Linked DNA regions of Zea mays: region 2 is linked to region 1. A link is a contact called in public Hi-C data. All regions are on one chromosome and are shown on one strand. Each heading gives the region's core, a stretch centred on a gene start, on an enhancer-like site or on the middle of the called end of the contact. The rest is flanking DNA. Distances are from core to core; before and after follow the strand shown. Region 1 has its middle 13 kb from the start of LOC100193886. Region 2 holds the start of LOC100216966.

Region 1 (4,883 bases), core at 917-3,416:
TCCGGGCATGTGCAGATCGGCTGATTTGCTGCCGATTTGCGGTTGCTCAGGGTACGTGTCCATCGGCATCCCATAAAGGGGTTGTGACTGGTCGTGACAACCTGTAGCCGATGTGTTACGCGCGTTACCTCCTAATTCCACCTCGTGCGAAGGAAAATTGGCGATACTAGATTTATCAAATGCATGTACTAGTCTCTTAAGGTCGCTTTGCATACCCCCTATGATGTTCTGCATTTGTTCACGCTGATCTTCTACATAATTTCTAAGAGATTGCAGATCGTTGGTATTACTTACATTGGGGATATCTGGCGTGGGTTGGAGCGAAGCCGGATCCGTCGCCCGATGCCGGACGACCTTGTTGTTCCTATCCACTTTGAAGTTGGCCAAGAACTTTGCTTTCGCCTCCTGGATCATCCGCTCCTTGTGCTCCTCGAACTGGAGCTGCTCGTCAGCCGGCAATGTGTCCCAAGTCGGCTCTATGATGTTGCTTGGGAAAATATCAGAGTTATCCCTTGAACCGGCCATTGAGGGCCGATTTGATGCGTCTATATTTGTTGTCCCCAGCGGAGTCGCCAAAAAGTATGTTGACACCTTTTTGGAGGCGTCAATTACTCAAGAGAACCAGCGGCGGTGCTCTCTGGTCAGGCGCGGATGGTCCGCGGCCCAGGGCCGGACGGTCCGCGACCTGGCGCGAGGCGGCGGTGCTCTCTGGTCAGGCGCGGACGGCCCGCGGCACAGGGCTGGACGGTCCGCGACCTGGTGCAGGAGCTCGGGTTCCCTGCCTGACGGCCGGACGGTCCGCGCCCTAGGGCCGGACGGTCCGCGCGTGCGCAGGGGCGGCGGAAGATCGCCGGCGACGCCTGGATCTCGCTCCCGGGAGGGACCCCGTCGGGGAGGAGAGATCCTAGGAGTTGTCTAGGCTCGGGCAGGCCGACCTAGACTCCTCTAATCGACGTAGAGTCGAGGAGAGGCGGAGAATTTGGGGATTGGAAGACTAAACCTAAACTAGACTAGAACTACTCCTAAGATAAAATGCGAAATAGAAGTTGTATTGATTCGATTGATAATTACAAATCGGCCGTAGACCTCTCTTTTTATAGAGGAGGGGGGCTGGACCCTTTACACGACTGGATTCCGAGCCAATTCCGCGGATCTAGCCAACAAACATAGCACAAAACTCGGAACCCTAAACTGCTCTGCGCGTGCGGACCGTCCGGCTCACAGGCGCGGACTATCCGGACCGCGGACCGTCCGGCCTCAGGGTCGGACCGTCCGCCCGCTCAAAATAGAGCTCAACAATTATCGACCTTAACATCTCACAAATTATTTGCCAACAATCAATACAAAAGTAAACTTGGGATTCAGAGCACCTCCTCCCCTCTCTCGAATGCCACGTAGACATCACCGGCGCTGGCGCCTTCTCCACCTCCTGCTCTCTCTCAGCTGTTCTTACCTCGCTGGAGAGTCACGGTAGTTCGAGCCGCTTCTAGATGGAGGAGGTCGGTATCTTCTATGGTTGTGTGAAAGAATCTGAGTTATTGTACGAAGTTGAGAGTTATTATACGACGACAAAGAGGATGAGGAAGCACTCGTGGTTAGACGAGACGTAGGAGAGAAAAATAGATTTACGTGTGCACGACACACGGAACTTGTGCTCTAAAGCTAAGATTTATACGTTTCGCACGTGCCGCACGAAAGTTCGTGCTTTAAACGAGTGCAGATTAGCAAACGAGTGCAGATTAGGATGAATTGGTGTAGAATTTAAAAGGCGAAGGAAATTCGCGAACAGGAAGGAGTTCGCTGCTGCTCGTGCCGCCGCCCACCTCCCGTGAAGTCGCCGCCGCCCAGCGGTCACCGGCACGGCAGCTGACCAAGGGCAGCATCGCGAGAGCGAGACGGGACAATCCGAGCGCTGCTCGCTGCCAGAAAGAACTATTGTGTGGAGATGAACGACGTCCAATGCGTGTGCTGGTGGCCCCACCTTCGTAGTTTCTCTATCAGGCTAGAAATCATGAACGATGGTGGCTAAAACAAATCGGCATCCATCATATTATATATTCTAGTCATCTAGAAAACCAACCACCACGAAATGAAGGTAAACCGGTCTCTCCATGTCCATGTCCATCCGTGCATGCATGTGATCTGGCATCGGGGTCTCCATAAATAGATGAGTGGCAAGGCAACTGATGAGTGGTAGCGGTAGAGCTGTTGGTACAGTGAAGTGAAGTGGACTTGTGTGTCGCAAGCTGCACTGCAACTCATGGATTTCTTCAACAAGCTCACGTCCTCCCTCGCTTCCACCACCAACAGCTACGGCGGCCTCATCACCCGCGTGCTCAGCTTCACCGGCTCCTTCAACGACCGGACCAGCCTGCTGCGCGAGCACGACGACGCGGAGCTCGGCGGGCGGTCGTCCACGCAGACGGAGGCGGCCTCTGCTCCTCCTCCTCCTCCGCCGACGACAGCACCAGAAGCGGCTGCGGCGCCTGCTGCCGCACCGCCGGGCACGACGCCGACCGCGGCCGGCCACTCGATCGACATCGAGGCGGCGGGCCACGAGGAGGATCCGGGCAGCGACCAGCAGCAGGACGCGGAGTCCAAGCGCGTGGGCAAGGCCGTGCAGACCGTCTGCCTCTTCGCCGCGTCCGCCTCGCTCGTGCTGTTCGTCAACCTCCCCAGCCAGCAGCGGCAGCCGGGCGCCGCGCTGCCCCCGCCGGCCCTGCTGTACGGCGCCGACATGGCGTTCATCGTCCTCGGCTTCTTCTCCAGCCTCGGCCTGTCCATGTTCTCCATCGTGGCGAGGCCCGGCGGCGAGAAAGCGGCGGCGGTGGCCAGCAGCGCGCAGAAGTGGGGGATGGTGGTGGCCGTGGCGTCCGTGGTCGTCGCGTTCACGCTGCGCGTGTGCATGGTGCCCGCTGCCGGTGTCTAGTTGGGCTGGATCGGTCGGCACGCGCGCGCGCGTGTGCACAACGGCTTGCGGGTCGATCGGTCGAGACTCATGTTGTGTTATTAACTCGGCGATGGAGAAGATACATGCCCGGCTCTCTGGGCTCTCCATCGACATCGCCCATCGATCCGTCCATAGATCCATTCAATTTTTCTTGTCATCAAACTAGTACTTAAGGTTAGAATAGAACATTCTAAGAATTATTTATGGAAATACGTGCATGTCGTAATATCTGCTCGCTTTCGCTTCGCTGGTGGTCAGATATATTTATGTTTCTTAATTAGAACATATTTGGTGCATAAATAAGTTTGGTGTACATGATATACATATTAAATCATCACTATTCATCTCAGATTTCACCTCTGTTTGTTCTATATATTTTGCAAAAAAAAACATCATCTGAAATGGTAGAAATGGTAGATTATAGTGATAAAAGGTGTTATTTATAAATATAATAAACAACGAAAGGCGTAAAATAAGATAGATGATAATAATTTAATATGTACAATAAACTCCACACCACACATTCTTTTTCTTTAGCTTAGAATAATTAGATTATATAGGGTGATGCGCTCGCAGTGATCAAACGGTATATATCCTTTCAGGTGACCGTGACCTCCCTTGTGTCAAGACTCTAGACTCGCATAACGCACGTGGGCAACGCCTATCTATCGCCTGCAGAGACCCTAGGGAAAAAAAATTGTACTCACGTCGTTTGCTCTCCCCGTTCGTGAAGACACAATGCAAGCATCTCTGAAATCTGTCAATGACGCGGAATGCTGACATCCATTATATTAGAGCAAGAAGACTGTCTGTGTCGTTTCTATATATTCCTACCAATTGCCACGAACTGAGTTTCATTTGGACAAAGCATACTCTACGGCTTTCCTTAACAACAAAAGTATCTCCTCTCTCAGAGTCAGAGCAGCCCAGTGTCTACGATGATCCAGGTTCCATTCCTACGTTGACTGTGCGAGCTTCCAGGAGGACTACTGCACGTCTGCACTGCACTGCACGCACCTGAGGGTCCTGTCCGGGCGCAAGGTCTGTTGATGTCTGCCCTTAATATTTGTGCAGCAAAGCTAAAACGCTCATGTATTGTTGTTTAGGGGTTGGTCATACATACGGAAGAAGACCAATCCTCCACACATCTCTAGCTCCATTGCTTTCGTTAAAACGAAACCTCCACCTGAATCTCAGAACTGATTCGGATGACGTTGATCATCCTAGACACCGCTGGCACATAATCCTCTGTCGTTAGCCTTACCTCCTTGGCCTACCACATTTTGTAAGCAGCAGCTTACTTCACGGCTAATGCATCACTTAAAGAGACTAGGGGTGTTTAAATACATTAGAGCTAATAATTAGCTGCTAAAATTAACTGAATACATCTAAATAGTCTAGCTAATAGTTCAACTATTAGGTATTTTTTTTGTAAATTAGTTATTCCCTCCGTCCACAAATGTTAGTCGTTCTCACTTTTCAAAGAGTAACCTATTTTTACCTTTGAACACATTTATATAAAAAAAATATTAATATTTATAGTACATAATTAGTATTATTAGGTAGATCTTTGAATCTATTTTGGTAGTAAAATTATTCGAAGACACAAATGTTCCTAATATATTCTAGGCAAACTTAAGAAAGTTTGACCGACATAAATAGTGACAAACATTTGTGGGCGGAGAGAGTAATAGTTAGCTAGATATTTATTAGCTAATTAATCACATTAGCGATGTTTTAGCCAACTAACTATTAGCTCTGGTGCATTCAAACACCATCTAAAACCTATATTTTTCCTTGTATCGTTACAATGGCCTTGGCGCTGTCCTGCTCCTGTTCCAGTCTTTCAGGGGCGTTGCATGAACAGGCCAATTGATGAACTTGTGGCTGCGGCACAGCAAGATAACCGAACTACGCCCTCGCAAAGCTTCTC
Region 2 (4,703 bases), core at 984-3,483, 240 kb before region 1:
ATCAGTTTAATAATGAAGCACGCATGAATTGGACATACAATGTTTTCAACACAAAAATAAGACGAGACAAGTAGACAACAAAATAATGGACAAAATATGCAAATAACTCACAATACAAAGCTCTGTTTGATTCTACCGAGAGAGAGTTTTAACGACGAACTGAGTGCTGGGATGCCAATCGAGTCACATCTCTTCCTGCTGACCACTAGACCAGTTAGCTTGCTGTAGCTGTTCAGCGCAGAGACAATGCTGTTAGCCGTACTTATTGCCATATCTTTCTCACTATCGCTAGGTACACGTGGTTCCTCGGTCTCCAGCCCTGCAACAGCAAACTAGCAACAAGATATTCACAACTTGGTTCACTTATGTTTTGTTCGATACTTGTGTGTAAGAGTGAAAACATTGAAGTGTTAAGTCAACTATAAACCCCAGCTCAAACTGCCAGTAATGAAGACTCGTAAACTACTGCAGTGTTGGCTAACCATATGTTTTTAGTATGACATGAATTATTACAGGGGGCTTCGGTTTCGGGATGAAGGCCTTTTCTCATGAAAGGGTAAAGATGTAGCCCGAAGGTGATAAGAATAGACGATGAAGCTATAGCCGATGAGCTTCGGCTTGATGTGATGATGAAGACCAATTATGATGATGACCGAAAAGGGACAAAGACTACTCAGTCCTTAATGATTCGTGTTATGTTTATAGATGAATATAAAGGGTATAAATGTACTTTTACTCGGACCGTGTCTCGTGCCTATAAATAGATGAACAGTAACACCATACTATTTACGTTGAATTATAATCTCTCTTTCGCGTCTTCACCTTCGAGCAAGCCGAAAGTATCAATGTAGCATTAATATTGTCAACATTCATATATGTTTTATGAAAGGCAAATATATATGAATTAATAAAATGAAGTTATTGTCTTCATTCTTTTACATTCTCATTCATATATTAAATGGGGATAAGTCTTTCGTGACCTTAGTCTGATAAGCATTATTCCTATATGGAGATAATGCTTTGGAGGACGAATGTCCATAATAATTAATAATTGTGTTGTCTTGTTCTTGATCTTCAGCATTTAAGAACAAGTAACTAACATGCACGCTGTTGAATCTTCATCCTGGAAATCACATAATGTGGTTTGTCCTGATCCCAAAACGTATTAGTTTTTTTTTTCTTTTGGGTTGAACGCATTATGTAAGCACCGCGCAAGGAAAGAGTTATCACATATATGTGTTTGTGCGTGCAACCATGCATAGTTTGCATTGGGTAAAAGGGCAATATAAACGTATAGCCACGATTAACAGACTTTGAACCAAGACCAGATGGAACAAGGGAGTAATCTGACTCTCTTAGTAATCTGCCACTACAGTCTACACCTACTTATTCAGCGGTTTGTCTGTTTATGCCCACAAATGAGATTAGTGCAACTATAATAAATATACGATAGCTGAACTGGTAATTCAACCAACCAAGGAATGTCAAGCTTGGAACGCACTACGTTCAGCTTTAGGAACGAGGAAGGGATTTAATTGAACTCAGATGCAATTAATGCTTGAAACTCTAGGGAAAATCGAGCATGAGTAAGTTATTATCTAGTGCAGCATACTAGCAGTATTACCTCTCTTGTCCATATCGACAAACACCTTGCCCGCGTGGGTGGCGCAGGGGAAATCCTCCGCGACCCTGCTGGCCTCGTCACGGCACGCGGCTAGCAGATGCCCCGTCGTGTGGCACGTCGCCCCGCGCGCGACGGCGGCGGGGGCGATGGGCACCTGGACGGCGAGGAAGTGGAGCAGGGTGCCGTCGCGGGCGTGGAATAGGGGGGCGAGGTGGAGGAGGACCCAGTGCGGGGCGCCGTCGCGGCGGTAGTTGAGGATGGCGGCCTGGTGCGGGCGGTGCGCGCGGACGGCCTCGCGGACGCCGGCGACGGTGGCGCGGTCGGTGGCGGCGCCCTGGAAGAGGCGCGCGTTGCGGCCCAGCACGTCGCGCGGCGCGTAGCCGGTGAGCGCGGCGAGGCCCCGGGAAGCGTACACGATGGGGTGGCCCGGCAGGGCGGGGTCCGTGAGCAGGAAGCTCCCTGGGAGCTCGTCCAGCGTCTCCAGCACCCAGTCCGAGTAGCGCGCCGTCAGGGACGACGCGAAGCGGCCGTGCCCCTGGCCCTGGCCCTGCCCGTGGTCGCCGGCCCCGGAAGTCGCCATCACGCCGCCCGGCGAGGTGAGGCGGCGTGATCGGCGGGAGAGGGGAGCCAGAAGCCCAGAAAAGATCTGCGCCCGGGGGGCAGCGGGGGCTATGGCCTATGGCTGCCAAATTTTTGTCGACGACTTTTTATTTAGGCCCCGTTTGGTTTATTTATTTTTGTGACGGTTCTGTTTGTTTTGTCACGCGTTGGAGTTGGAGCTGCTCAAGCTCATCCTCTGGCGGACGTGGCGATTCGTGCTCTCGAGTACTACCCTTCTGGTTCTTTTCCATCAACAAAAAAAACAAAGCAGTCTCGACTCTCGAGTAGTAAGTAGTACGGGAGCAGCGCTCGAATCTCGAGGTGCCGTCGTGTCGAAGGACAAGTCCAACAAACAATCAGAATTGGAGATCGTCCAATCAACTCGCTGAGCACACAACGTACGGGAGGAACAACGTGCCAGGCGGGTGCCAATAGAGGACGATACGCCGATACCGCGTACTATATAACTACAGTGTTTTTATAACTATAACAGTTTAAATAAATAGCTTTAATTCGAAGCGAACAGTCGAACAAGAGTGGATCAGAAACGGAGACGATAGAGGCCGACCGACGATGACTCTAACGCCTCGCGAGAGTGGGCAATAGTGTCTCGCTCTCACCCGTATCGTAGCGTCGCCAGAGGCGAGAGGCAGACATTGCATTGGCGTGGGCAATAGTATGTGGTGAAAGCGATATGGCGGTGCATGATTGGTCCATCTAGCTGACGTAAGTGTCACACATATTAGCTGTTGCAGCTAGCCATGAAACACTTCTGTTGATTACAAGTGGGTTTATGGACTTTGATTCTTGTGCGTCATCATTATTTAGATGGAATGGAATGTGCAAGAAAAATGTATGATTTGTAGGTGTTGAGCACACTTTTGGACAGCCAGACTATGCGCAGTCCAGACGATCCACGGTGGTAGCATGGACCATCCACGCATGCATAGAATTAGTTAGGGTTCCGGATTTCTTGCGGGATTTGTTAGCTAAATCTGCAGGATTAACTCGCGAACTGACTTGTAACGGGTCCAGACCTTCCCCTTTATATAGATGAAGGACTACGGCCGATTGACCCCCCACAATTGATCAAATCAACTCTACTTGTCGTTTTTACCTTATGTATTTAGAGTACCTAGTTTAGCCTTCCACCACATCGAATCTTCACATCTCTTCGGCTCTGCGCTAGCTAGAGGCGTCTTGGGTGGCCTGCCAACGCAAGACACACTCTAGGATCTATCCTCCCCGACGGGGTCTCTCCCAGGAGGCGAGATCTAGGTCTGCTTCAAAGAAGACGACCCTCGGCGCCATCATGGACCGTTCGAGCCCCAGGCAGGGACCATTCGAACGTACACAGAGAAGGAGCCGCTCCTGCGCCGAGGTCATGGGCTGTTTGGCCCTGTGCCGCGGACCGTCCACGCCTCCATAGAGAGCACTGCCAGGTGGTTCGTTCTAGTGTTTGGCGCCCAGATCAGTGTCAACACACTTTTTGGCGACTCCGCTGGGACCAGGTGTCTAGATCTACTAAAAACCAGGCCCTCAAATGGCCGGTTCTAAAGATCACACCGATATCTCCCAGACAATATCATGAAGCCGGCTGTTGGAAGCCTAACGGACAATGAGCAAAAGCAATACAAAGACTACATGTGTCAAGCGATGGAGAAATTCTTGTCACAATACACGGTTGATCGCCACCAGAAGGTTTGTCAAACATGGAGAGATCGACGTCGCATCTCTTCTATCTTCGCTTCAAATCCCCAACGTAAGTAAACCCGACGACATTCGATCTATTAAACAATATGTAGATTAGCAGCAGAATCAAATAAAACAACATATTGGAGTGTTAGAATAATCAATTAGAAAATTATCACATTTGTTGGAGAAATATGTTGCTCCTAATTTTTCATCATATAAAACTAGTAATAAGGTATCTATGTATAATACATCGGCAACAAATGGGGATTCACAGCCGCATCCATTATATGTGAAAGTCGCCTAGAGGGGGGTGAATAGGGCGAATCTGAAATTTACAAACTTTAAGCACAACTACAAGCCGGGGTTAGCGTTAGAAATATAAACGAGTCCGAAAGGGAGGGCGAAAACAAATCACAAGCAAATAAGGCGGATGACACTTGGGAGAGGATTTGATCTCTTTGATTGTGTCTTGTATTGAATGCTATAGCTCTTGTATGGTGTTTGAAGGCTGAAAACTTTGATGCATTGAAGTGTGGGTGGTTGGGGGTATTTATAGCCCCAACCACCAAAATAGCCGTTGGTGAAGGCTTCTATCGCGTGGCGCACCGGACAGTCTGGTGCGCCACGGGACACTGTCCGGTGCGCCAGCCATATCACCCGGTCGTTGGGTTCTGACCGTTGGAGCTTCTGACAGCTGGGCCACTGGACAGTCCGGTGGTGCACCGGACAGTCACTGTTCACTGTCCGGTGCGCCTTCTGGCTCTTCTCTGACTTATGCGCGCAC

Evidence for each region. A called contact is a pair of places that touch in the nucleus more often than the background predicts.
Region 2: a contact with region 1 is called in a Hi-C map of leaf, with 5 times the contacts expected there. The contact joins the promoter of LOC100216966 here to the enhancer-like site in region 1. A contact is called at or near these places in 3 of 25 Hi-C or Micro-C datasets (all in leaf).

The regions. Positions count from the first base shown.
Region 1 is chr3:7,893,039-7,897,921 of Zm-B73-REFERENCE-NAM-5.0, reverse strand. No RefSeq gene overlaps it. Among protein-coding and RNA genes, the nearest start is that of LOC100193886, 13 kb to the right of the region's middle. Within about 2 kb of position 2,166, at least 10 of the 20 cell types and tissues checked have an H3K27ac peak or open chromatin away from gene starts, as enhancers often do. A contact at or near this core is called in leaf, where this site is marked.
Region 2 is chr3:8,137,212-8,141,914 of Zm-B73-REFERENCE-NAM-5.0, reverse strand. It overlaps LOC100216966, which reads right to left and starts at 2,233. Exons shown (of 7, transcript NM_001366949.1): 1 at 1,625-2,233; 2 at 112-319. The coding sequence starts at 2,204.